Regions from separate parts of the Macaca mulatta genome. Here region 1 is linked to region 2. The links are chromatin contacts, called in public Hi-C maps. All regions are on one chromosome and are shown on one strand. The core of a region is the stretch at or near the end of the contact, and the rest is flanking DNA. Distances in the headings are between cores, read along the strand shown.

Region 1 (6,256 bases), core at 1,727-4,226, 340 kb after region 2:
AGCAGCCAGAGGCCCTCACCAGATGGAGATGCTTGTGCCACACTTCCTGTACAGCCTGCAGAACCATGAACCAAATAAATCCCTTTTAAAAACAAGTTACCCAGCCTCAGGTATACCTTTATAGCAACACAAATGAACTAAGACAACAGCTAAAAAGTAGATGCATCACAGTATTCACCAACAGATGAATGGATAAGCAAAATGAGGTACGTATGTGCAAAGGAATATTATTCAGCCTTAAAAACTAAGGGAATTCTGACATGCTACAGCATGGAAGAACTCTGACGACATTATGTTGAGGGAAATAGGACAGCCACGAAAAGACAAGTACTGTATGACTCCACTTGTGTCAGATACCTAGTATAGTCAAAATCATAAAGACAGAAAGTAGAGGGGCTGTTGCCAGGATCTAGGTGGAGGGGATAATAGGGAGTTACTGTTTAATGGGTATAGAGTTTCTGTTTTACAAGATGAAAAGAATTACAGAGGTGGATGATGACTGTGGTTGCACATTATGAATTTATTTAATACCACTGAATTGTACACTTAAAATGGTCAAGACAATAAATTTTGTATTATGTATATTTTACCACAAAAAAAAAATAACTGGGAAAAAGGAAAATATGCAAACTAATGGAGAACACTACAGTTATGGATGTAGCGATCCAGGCATTGGTTAGAGAGATCATTTTATACAGGCAATAAAATCAAGCTGTTAAACATGATAGGATTCAGAAATCAGAACAATATGGGCTCCCTCTAGTGGTTTAAAACACCTTTAAATACTCTCATACTGAAAGGAAGATTCTAATTTATTTTGATTTCTTGGTGGGGGGTGGGGAGAGAGATCACCTAATTATTTTCTTCTTGGGAAACCCAAGTCTTACAAGTAGATCACTACTAATATTCATCCCAGGAGATGAGGAGAGGGGAGTAGGCCCATAGATCAAATGTGATGTGATGGCTCCAAAGCCACAAGGCAAGTTATCTACTTCCTTCAGGATCCATCAGAAGCTTAAGCAGCCATGAATGAAGAGAAGGGGGCAGAGCTAAGCCATATGACAAGGAAGACAGGACAAAGAGAACAATATTAGTCAAAGGGGGAGTGAGCTATCACCATAACATAAAAAATGAATTTTCTCATGTGGCTATGAAGACATCTCTGAAAAAAACAAATAAAAGAGTTTCAAACAGGTTTCAGGCCAAGCCCAGCCTAAGTTTATAGGCTGCCTTGGCTGCTCTGACAGTTAAGATTTGTTTGAATTTCTCAATGCGGTCATACAAAGAGAGGTCTCATCACTTCACAGTCATTTATCCTATTAAAAACTGTACTCTAATCAGGTGAGTTTTATGATTTTAAGGCTGAAAGAGGATTTTTTTCACAGTATAGCAAATCTTAGCAAGGCTGCCATTTGCACTGAAGGTTTGAGTCTTGTTGTATAACACCTTGTTATATAAAATCTTGTTATAATAAAGTGTTGGGGATTGGCCGGGCGCGGTGGCTCACGCCTATAATCCCAGCACTTTGGGAGGCCGAGGCAGTGGATCACCTGAGGTCAGGAGTCCGAGACAAGCCTGGTCAACATGGTGAAACCCTGTCTCTACTAAAAATGCAAAAATTAGCTGGCATGGTGGCAGACACCTATAATCCCAGCTACTCGGGATGCTGAGGCAAAAGAATCACTTGAACTCAGGAGGCGGCGGTTGCAGTGAGCTGAGATTGCGCCACTGCACTCCAACCTGGGTGACGAGTAAAACTCCGCCTCAAAAAATAAGGATGGATAGATAGATAGATAGATAGATAGATAGATAGATAGATAGATAGATAGATAGATAGAGTGTTGGAGATCTAAAGTGTGATCTACAGGTGAAAAAAACCAATGCAAATAAATCAAAGGCAAAGGAGAAGCATGAAATATCTCTGCCAAGAAACGTAAATAACAATTATGAAGCAGATGGGCAATGTAATTGGTACCTAGCTGACTGCAACTGTAGCTGTCTATGATGGCACAGTTTTCTGCCATTGCTAAGAGAGTTACTGTTCATAAAAAATCACATTAGTTTATGTAGTTTAGAGGAAAAAGTCTTTTCAACAAAATATCAGAGAAATGACAGAAAGAAAATTATTCTTTTTTTTTTTTGTTAAGATGGAGTCTTGCTCTGTCACCCGGGCTGAGGTAGAGTGGCACGATCTCGGCTCACTGCAACCTCCGCCTCCTGGGTTCAAGCAATTCTCCTGCCTCAGCCTCCTGAGTAGCTCGATTACAGGCACATGCCACCACGCCTGGCTAATTTTTGTATTTTTTGAACTCCTGACCTCGTGATTCTCTCACCTTGGCCTCCCAAAGCGCTCGGATTACAGGTGTGAGCCACTGTGCCCAGCAGAAAGAAAATTATTCTTGAATCCGTTTCAAAAAATTTATCAACCAGTCCAAAGTTTCTTTCAAAGAAGATGGTAAAAATCTGAACAAAGTTCTTTTGAATTCTGTTAAGTGCCATGAGAGTTGCTCTGGTTTGCTTTAGTAAAACTTAAGTAGAATGCATGAAAACAAAAGCAGCCTCTGGTATAGTATGAGATAGGATTAGCATAAATAAAATGCCATTGAGTTTTTAAATACTATCTAAGTTCTACACTAAATAGCATGCCACTTACACTTGAAAATAAATGTAATTAAGTACAATGTTTACGGTAATTTCTATAAAATGTTGGGCATCAGATCCCCAGTTAGAATCAAAATTTTCTGTCACATCACTTTTGCTATGAGAAAATAAGATTCAAATTAAAATTGTTTTAATTGTCAGAACATTTTTCTGCTGAGCATGAGGACTGCCTATAGGCTGGATTCCCTCAACACTATTTCACTAGTAAATTGACTAAGAAGCATGTGTTTTTCATGAGATGTCATCATCTACATGGGTTTACTCAGGTACCAGTGAAACCCAAAATTATACCACATCAAAGCCCTTTATGTGAGGCATGCTTCAAAGCCTCAGTTGGCTTTCTTACTCATCAGGAATGATATAACACATTTTCTTCACATGCTCTTTTCAGTAAGTCATCTTTCAGATCACAGAACCAAAACACTGTCATTTTGTGATGGATATTCCAGAGAAGGAGGTGACATACACATTCATGAGGTCAAGAAATGAAAAACTGTCAGCCAGTGGGTTTGAATTTGTTATTATTCTGCAGTTTTCACATTATTTATTTATGTTCAACTAAATAATATGGTCCCTGAGGGCAAAGATTATACTTTATTCTCCCTATAGGGCCAGGATATTATGAGTATGTATAATAGGGCTAAAAGATACTTGTGGAAGAAATTATTTTATGTTTCAATCTGTAGCAGAGAGACATGTGCCTTGTTTCTCAGAACAGCTAAAAATGATAAAGGATTTAAGATGTAAATTATTAAAGAAACAAAGAAAAAATATTTCCCCCAAATTCCGATGATGAATAAAAGATGTTTAAGATACAGTGTTCCTGCAAAGCTATAATTTTGAATGAGTACACTTTAATGCATTTTACTCTATGTGTGTTAATCCTCACCTTTAAAATAAAGATATAATGCTCTTACAGTATTATCTAGGACTTATTTGACACGAACCATTCTCAGCGTCATCCTTGTCTCAGAAATGACAATTCCATTTGTGAAGGTGCTCAGGCCAAACCAGAGGGTCATCTGTGATGTCTCTCTTTTGTTACCCCTCACCTCCATCATATTATCAAATCCTTCTTTTTGCCTTGAAAATCTATCCACAACCCACCCACTTTGGCTACCTCCACATTTCCTGCCCTGGTCCAGGACACTATTGTCTCTGTCCTAAGTCATTGCCATGGCTTCCTACCTGGTCTCTCTGCCTTTGCTCATATCCTGTGCATTTTATAGTCAACAGAATATCCAGAGGCCCCCCCTCCGCCAGGTATCTGCATTGCTTTCCCATCACTCACTCCAGGTCTTAACCCAGAAATCAGTCTCCCTAGGACATTTTCTCAGACCAACTTCCTTAAAACTGTACCACCACCCCTACCATGGTACTTCCCATTTCCCTTCCTCACCTTATTTTTCTCCTGAGTGGTTATCACTGATTAACATACTATACATTTCATCTCGTTATCATCTATCTTCCCCCCTAAAATATACTCCACGAGTACAGAGGTTTTCCTTCCTTCTGTTCACTGCTGTATCCTCACTGCCAAGTAAAGTGTCTGGCATCAAGTAGGTGTTAATATATCTATTGAATTAACTGAATGAGTTCTAATTCCTACTTATTGGAAGATTCTAGAAGTCATGTCAGTTTCATAAGAAAAAAGGTGCTTTTTGTCAGTAGGCTTGGTATCATTATCTTTTTATCTACCCAAGAGTTGATAAGTACATTTCTCTCCGTATCCATACAGCAAGGAAAGTCACTGGGTACCTTCTTTCACTAGAGTCAGATACCACAAAAAGAAGGATGTGAGAAATTTTCTGGACTGCCCTTCGTAGGAGACAGGGTGGGTTGTATTCTTCCCCTTCCCCTTCTTCACAGGAGGGAACACGAAGTGTTCATCGAGGCTCAGGCACCTACCACAGGTCCGGGCCATGTGGGAAGCTGGGGCACAATCCTTACCCAGGGCTGCTTCTTCAACTGGACACAACATGCAGATGGGTCAAACGTGCAAGGCATACCTCCCACAACCCCTGCTGCTGCTGGTCCCTGGAAGTTTAGCAGCAGACTAGCCAGCACTGCCTGGATGCCCTCATAGCTAGGACTGACCCCTTCACAAGAGACAAAAGAAAAAAAAAAAGGAAACACAGCAAACCTCCGATGGTGGACTGTAGGAGAGTGACAACGGACACTCAGGAAAGGCATATCTCTAAATCCTGAAGGATGAGGGTAGCCTTTTCTTCTCATAACTGGAGAAAATAAATATACAAGCTCAGGGATTTTCTCTGTGGGTTCTAGGGGGCCGTTCTGTCACTATTCTATGATAAAAATGAAATGCCATCTGCACACAGGTCTAGTTTTGAAGAAAAAGGGGAAGATTATATAGTTAGCATGAAACAGTTGAAGAGCATAAACAATTGCCAACAAATGCTTGCAAAAAATGTGATCAAACGAAAAGGAAATGTTCTAGGTGTTTGTAAAAGGCAAGGGAAAAATGTGAAGTTCCTTATTAAAGAACACTAGGAACACTGAAATAAAGTATAATTTTAATGCTTTACAATATTTTTCACAACCAAGAAAAAGTTTATGTTGCTAAAGAGAGAGTAAAAGTCAAGGGGCAGAGGGTAGAGAATAAAAAAGAATAAAAATAATTAAAACAGAAAAATGCTCTAATTCTAGTGAAGGTACTTCTCCCCATTTTTCAAAAAAGACCAAACATTAAAAAGTCATGAAGAGACCTCATTGAAATTAAAAACTTTTCAAAGCTTATGTGAAGCTACAGACTCGGAAAAAGTATTTGCAAACCACATATCCAACAAAGGAGTACTACCTAGGATACAGAAATATTTTTAAAAACTCAACAACTAAAAAAACTCATTAGAAAATGGGCAAAAACTTCAGCCATTGTGGAAGACAGTGTGGCAATTCCTCAAGGATCTATTACTAGAAATACCATTTGACCCAGCCACCCCAGTACTGGGTACATACCCAAAGGATTATACATCATGCTGCCATAAAGACACATGCACATGTATGTTTACTGAGGCACTATTCACAATAGCAAAGACTTGGAACCAAACCAAGTGTCCATCAATGATAGACTGGATTAAGAAAATGTGGCACATATACACCATGAAATACTATGCAGCCACAAAAAAGGATGAGTTCATGTCCTTTGTAGCGACATGGATGAAGCTGGAAACCAGCATTCTGAGCAAACTATCGCAAGGACAGAAAACCAAACACCGCATGTTCTCACTCATAGGTGGGAATTGAACAATGAGAATACTTGGACACAGGAAGGGGAACATCACAAACTGGGGCCTGTCATGGGGTGGGGGAAGGGAGGAGGGATAGCATTAGGAGATAAACCTAATATAAATAACGAGTTAACGGGTGCAGCACACCAACATGGCGCAAGTACACATATGTAACAGATCTGCATGTTGTGCACATGTACCCTAGAACTTAAAGTATAATAAAAAAATTAAAAAAAAGAAAATGGGCAAAAACATAGACGTTTCACTGAAGAGGATTTAGCAATGGCAAATAAGCACTTGAAAAGCTGTTCAACATCATTAGCCATCAGGAAAACACAAAGTAAAAC
Region 2 (6,652 bases), core at 2,885-5,384:
AGGGAGACAGGCTAGCAGCAAGGGGGCTGTGGCTTGTGACTGTGTGCACAGAGCATGTACCCCACTCTCCCAGAATGGTCTTCCAGTCCAAAAGACAGAATCGGAGTTGTCTTCAGCCGTTTCAGATAAGCCATTGTCTTGAAAAGAAGGAGATCTGGAGTTATGCATCAGATGTTCTCTTCAGGACTTCAGATAGCACATATGTGCCAAGTTTAGGGCAGAAATCTTCCCTTCTTAAATTGTAACTGTCTGAAAACCCTGTGACAGCTCAAAGCTTGAGGCTGTGGGATTTGCAGTCAGGCAGATGTTGGCCCTGCCCTAATGCTGTGTGCTCTTGGGTTCCTCAGAGGCCCTCTCTAAGCTCAGATCTGAAAGATGATCCCAGGCTGAGGGAACAGCTAGCCAGGGCAAAGCCCCTAGGGAAGAAATATGCTCAGGTTTTCAGGGAGCATTTTGTCATTGTGACTAACTCTACCTCCTGCATTCCCTTGAGCCACCCATGGCCCCACACAAGGCTTGCTGCATCTGGAGGTCATGCAGCAAGCCCAGTGCTTTTTGGGAGAGACGCACCTGGCCCTACCCCAGGGGCTGTGTCACCTCCCAGGCAATACTCTCTCTCCCCCAGCCAAGACACAGTGTTCCCTACTCTGCTTTAATTCCTACTGTGGCTGGTTTTTTGGGGGGAGAGAGGATGCTTTTTACAAAATACTTATCTTTATGCTTTGATTTTACAGCAGCAAAGAAAGTCACCTTTGAGCTCATCTTCCAAAGACAATCATCCAGATTCTTGAATGTATTTCATTATTGCCTTTTTATAATAAATATTTTTCCATGGTTGAGAAATCACATTTTTTCCTCTTCCTACCAATTCGTTTATTTTCTTGGCCTGCCACTTCCTATAAAAGGTGCAACATATGGTAGAGGAATTTTCCTCCACCTGGGGTTTTGGAAATAATTCAGAATGGTTCTTTGGCCGTTGCTGGCTGGAATGTGTGTTTTCTTTTATGAAACCTGCTACTTAGAATCAAGGGTCATAAAACTGAACATAATCTGGGAAGACAGATTAATTTTTGTTATAATAAAAACTGCTTCTCACAAAGGAATGCTGAAACGTGGACACATGCTCTGCCAGAACCCAAAATGTTCACAGTAATTATGCCGTGGTGCCTTTTCTCCCTTTTTTCCTTATTTGTATTTTTTTAGTCTTAGTCTTTTTTTTTTTTTTTTTTTTTTTTTTTTTTTTTGAGACAGAGTCTCAAACTGTTGCCCTGGCTGGAATGCAATGGCATGATCTCAGCTCACTGCAACCTCTGCCTCCCAGGTTCAAGCAATTCTCCTGCCTCAGCCTCCCAAGTAGCTGGGATTACAGGTACCTGCTACCACGCCCAGCTAATTTTTTGTTTTTTTTTTCTTTTTCTTTTTTTTTTTTTAGTAGAGATGGAGTTTCACTATGTTGGCCAGGCTGGTCTCGAACTCCTGACCTTGTGAGCCGCCCGCCTTGGCCTCTCAAAATGCTGGGATTACAGGCGTGAGCCACTGCCCCCAGCCCAGTCTTTCTACAAGAAACATGTTGTACTTGTATAATAAAAATATTTTTTAAATTCACTAAAATAAGGGGGGGAAACAAAAGACAAATTCATTTAAGTGTACTATATCCAGTGTGTTACAGGATGATAATAGATGTTTCATGAAAAACTAGTCCAGTGATGAAATAAGTTGGAAAACATTGAGTTAAACAAAGCTAACTGGATTTATTCCCCGCAGGACTTCTTGGAGCTTTTAATATCCTGGTGGGTCTTATGATCTTTAAGAGGGTGCTATACCTAGTGATGTTACCAGGCTTATCTCATCTCTGGATCCCCATTCTTAGGAATATCTCTCCAGGAATATTATCTGTGGAACACTCTGGAAAACCCTGTTGCCAAGCTCAGACCATGTGCAGAATCAGGGAAATGCTCAGGTCTCATTAGGCCAAGTTCTAATATGATTTGCAGAGTTGAATGAAGCCTTGTTGGGTTGGGAAATTTGAGACCACATCAGCCATTAAATGAGAAACACTGCTGAGATCTCATTGGCAGATTAAGATATATGGCCGGGTCAATTACGGATTTTCCAATTACAAGATGTGGAAAGGTAGAAGGACATTCCTGGGCATTTGGTTAGTAGGATCACTGAGCTTTTGGTTCAGCACAGATGATAAGACTTGGATAAACAGAGGGAATTCCCTGAACCCCAAGGGAATGAAATATTGTATTGGTTCATTTTGTGTTGTTATAAAGGAATACCCGAGGCTGGGTAATTTATAAAGAAAAGAAGTTTATTTAACTCTCAGTTCTGCAGACTGCACAAGAAGCATGGCGCCCACACCTGCTTAGTTTCTGATGAGGCATCAAGAAGCTTTTAGTCATAGCAGAAGGGAAGGGAAGCCAGCATGTCACAGGGCGAGAGAGGGAGCAAGAGAGCAAGGAGCAGGTGCCAGGCTCCTTTAAACAACCAGCTCTCCTGTGAATTAAGAGTGAGAACTCACTCATTACCATGGGGAGGGCACCAAGTCATTCATCAGGGATCCGCCCCCTTGACCCCAACACCTCCCACTAGGCCCCACCTCTAACACTGGGGATTACATTTCAACATGAGATTTGGAGGGGACAAACATCCAAACCATATTAAATATACTTGCAAATAAAACAGTCCAAAGGAGCATAAAAGGGATAATGGAGAGTGGGTTCAGCAGACAGATCAGGGCTCCCTATATGCACTTGGGCCTCACCAGCTCGAGGGCTGGGCCTCCAACTGCCAAACCTGCATCTGTTTGCCTGAGGGCTCCCTCTGGCCATTGGAGCCTGCAATGACCAGCAGGCCAGAAATGCATGAGAATTGATGTGTGGCAGCTTGAAACCAGTGACTGGTGGGAACTGGCGAACAAACACCCCAGAGCATCCCACCTTGTAGGCAGGATGGCCCTGATATGCACTGGCTACAATGGCTCCCAGAATTCCTCAAAGGCTAAATCTCCAGGTGCCCATAGGGGCCTCTTGTTTGATAACACACCGTTGGTTGCCTGCCTTTCCATCTCTGTTTTACTTTCCTTAGGAAACAAGGTAAGTTCTGCAGGAGTCTCTACTCTGGCTAGAAAGCCTGATTTCCTGGGTTTTCATGATGCTTCAAAGCAAGATTTGTACTACTGCAATGAGTTAAGAACAGTTCCATTTTGGCCGGGCGCGGTGGCACACGCCTGTAATCCCAGCACTTTGGGAGGCTGAGGTGGGTGGATCACGAGGTCAGGAGATCAAGACCATCCTGGCTAACACGGTGAATCCCCATCTCTACTAAAAATACAAAAAATTAGCCGGGCGCGGTGGCGGGCGCCTGTAGTCCCAGCTACTTGGGAGGCTTGAGGCAGGAGAATGATGTGAACCCAGGAGGCGGAGCTTGCAGTGAGCCAAGATGGCTCCTCTGCACTCCAGCCTGGGCGATAGACCGAGACTCCGTCTCAAAAAAAAAAAAAAAAAAAAGCAGTTCCATTTTATTTCTGACAGAGGGCAGCATTTCGTTTTCTTTCAGAGAGAGATGTATTCCTGGGCTTGCAAATGACTCTAGCTCAAAATAAAGAAAAAAAAATTGAAATGAGGATTTTAATCACTGTGAAGGGAACGAAAGGCTGTGTCAGCGTTTCCATGGTAAGTGCCGTCTTTCAGGGATTTAGCATCCCAGCTGTAAAAATATGCTTTATGCTAGGATTTGGCAAGAGCAAGCCTCAGTCACTTAAAACCTATATATTATTAAAGATTCTTTCAATCAAGTCGGAAACGTGACTCTGTAAAAATGCCACAGAATGCTCCTCTGACCCTTGCGACTGCCAACTGCTGCCTGCCACGTTCCCTGCCAAACCAGCTCAGCACTGAGAAGTGGCAAAGGCGCAGCAGCTGGACCTCCCCAGAGGGTGCTTTGCGTTCTGGAAATGGTTCCGCTGAGGAAAAGGGCCTGGTTCTTTGTAGAGGCTAAGTGCAACCTTTTAGGAGGTCCCGCCTGGGGGTTTGTAGGTGGCTGTTCTCTGAGCACTGGCTCACTTGCTCCCTCTCCTGCATCCCAGGCCCCAGGGTTACTCAAGGGGAAGGAAGTGTGTCAGCACAGCCACACAGCACCCTTGGCCCCTGGGCTCGGGATGCCGAAGCCACTGCAGACAGCATAAGTGGAGGAAACTCAGGTTGAGCTGATGGGAAGCCTTAGACTTGTGCTGATTTTACCTGGCAACCCGGGCTCCCGCGGTCTGAGGGGAAGACAGGCGGCTAGTTCAAGTCAGCAGCCAAAAGAGAAAGCAAAACAGGGCTCAGTCTGAGTTTTTATGTCACATCACATAAAAGCCACCTCTGCTTGGCTTTAAATAAGACCAAATTTGCAGAAACTTTGGTATGTCCTTTATTTGAAATAGGGCTGTGGAGGTGGTGGGCACCTGGGGGAGGGGGGCGGGGGGGTGCTCTTTATGATAAGAGAAAAGGTAAGAGCAGAATGTCACTTTGTACAACCCAAAATGAATCCTTAGTGTGGTGCCAGTGGTGTTTATCAGGTCTTAGGCATTAGCAATTTAATCTTTCCCCTAACACAGCAAGTGGTGCATACTGTGATTTCCATTTTTAAAATGAACGAATCGACACCCAGAGGTTAGGGAATTCACCCTTATGAAGGTCTCATGGACAGTCAATAAGGAGCAGGCACTTAAAGGCAAATCTTTATGACTCCAAGTCATGGGGCTCCGTATATTGCACTTAGGAGCAGGCACAAATTCTTCTCCCAGGAAACAGTGCAGGAGCAGAGTTCCAGGGTTCCACCAGCCCATCTCCTCACCCATCCCCAGGTGGTGGGCATCCTGGCACAGTGCTCAGTGTGCCCCAGCCCCAGCAGATTTCCTGCTGTTAAGATAGACAATGGCTGCAGAGGACAAGGCTAAGAGCAGCTAAACTCTAAAGCATTTTGATTGCTAACATTTTTTGAGTGGTTATTGTCTACCAGTCACAGTTGGAAGCACTGTATATCTGTTACCTCTCTTAGAACCACTCCCAGTAACTGCCTGAGGTAGGTAATAGCATTGTCCCCATTTTACAGGTGAGGAAACTGAGGAACAGAGAGATTAAGTAACTTGCCCAAGGTCACATAGCCAGTAGGAAGTGGAGTGGGATTCAAGCTCAGACAACTTGACTTCCCAGACCAAACTGAGGACTGGTGTCCTGTGTGGGGAGCAGGGGTGAGGGTTGAGGAGGGTGCACTTCCCCAACCTCTGAATATTCACACAGGGTCTAGGTGTTCATTGGTAACCCAATCATAAGTGGCTGGGCTGGACAGGACTTCAAGCCAGCCAGTCCCATCTCTCATCTTCCTATTGACCGTGTTGATTCTGTAAGAGGCAAGGGCTGCCTGAGGGTATCCTCCTGTCCTCTACAATGCGACACTCTGGGCAGAGCCAGAGTGGAATCCTGAGTCTCCTGGGCCTCCTGCTTCTGCAGAAGACAAGATCTTGTGATGGAGTCTCCCATGAGCAGGGTAAGGCAAGGTTCTCCTGTACTTTGTCCCCATGGTGACTCAGGTGAGATGGCCTGTGAAAAGCTGTGACTGGGTGAGTTACATTCAGAGTCTGGGCAGGGCTCCTGAAGGCTATCCTGTGCCCCTCAGACAAGCCAGGTTTACTCCCCTCCTCCATCTCTCAGTCTGGAGAAGGAAAGAGATCACACATAGCTGGGGGTGAGATGGACATAATTAACGGTTCGAGAGTGCATCATAAAGCAGAAAAACTGATTCCTGTTAGCCTGGGAGTGCCATCCATACTACCCGAGGAAGATGGGATCACACAAACAATTGTACAAGGCAATAACACCCCTGATGCTGAAGCTGTAACGTCTATTACACCGAGACATTTTGGTTATGACTTCATCATGCATTTCTGAGTTGGTCTAAGTTTTTCATTGGCACTTAGATATATTGGTTTATAAGGCAATTAGTGGAATTGAACCTTTCAAAGAGTTCAGGCTCTTCATGTGGGATGTGGTGGGGGAGAATGGGGGAGATGGGAGGAGAGAGGAATAGAGAAAAGCTATAATATAAACAAAAGAAGAGCAAATAGTGGCAAATATTGGAAAAGATATTTATTCTCACTAGTAATCAAGGACATGTTAATTCAAACAAAAAATGATTCTTTGCATTTTAGACCAGTAAAGACGAAAAAGAATGACCAAACCCAATTCTGCAAAGGAGACGAGTATGTTATTGAAGGGACCACACTGTTATTACCTTGCTGGGGTATAAACATTTTAAGCATTATCTCCTTGATCCAGCCTGAAAAATGTATTTAAGAGTAATCAGACAAATGCTTAAAGGACATGCTTACAAGAATGTCTACAGTGGTATTGTTAGACTATCAAAAAAGGAAAAACTGCTGAGTATAAATTAATAGGGGACCAGAATGGCAGAGTGAGAGCCTTCATAAATCTGTTTCTTCATAAAAGTAATGAAAACACTGGCCAAAAAAATTGCTAAAATTAACTTTTCCTTAACTCCAAAAATCAACCAAAAGCTTGCAACAATACAAGTTTACTTAAGAAGAACTACTGAACCTACATAAGAGTAGCTATTTATGGCTTTATTTTTTTTTTTTTTATTT

Evidence for each region. Hi-C and Micro-C count contacts between places; a contact is called where the count stands out from the background.
Region 1: a Hi-C map of CD4 T cells shows a contact between it and region 2, with 5 times the contacts expected there. The contact joins two enhancer-like sites. A contact is called at or near these places in 5 of 14 Hi-C or Micro-C datasets (CD4 T cells, blood, fetal cortex germinal zone and 2 more).

Annotation. Positions count from the first base shown.
Region 1 is chr2:106,841,420-106,847,675 of T2T-MMU8v2.0, forward strand. All of the region lies in intron 11 of ANO10 (anoctamin 10), which reads right to left. Among named protein-coding and RNA genes, the nearest start is that of ANO10, 98 kb to the right of the region's middle. Within about 2 kb of position 2,977, at least 5 of the 40 cell types and tissues checked have an H3K27ac peak or open chromatin away from gene starts, as enhancers often do. A contact at or near this core is called in CD4 T cells, where this site is marked.
Region 2 is chr2:106,498,352-106,505,003 of T2T-MMU8v2.0, forward strand. No RefSeq gene overlaps it. Among named protein-coding and RNA genes, the nearest start is that of POMGNT2, 55 kb to the left of the region's middle. Within about 2 kb of position 4,135, at least 19 of the 40 cell types and tissues checked have an H3K27ac peak or open chromatin away from gene starts, as enhancers often do. A contact at or near this core is called in CD4 T cells, where this site is marked.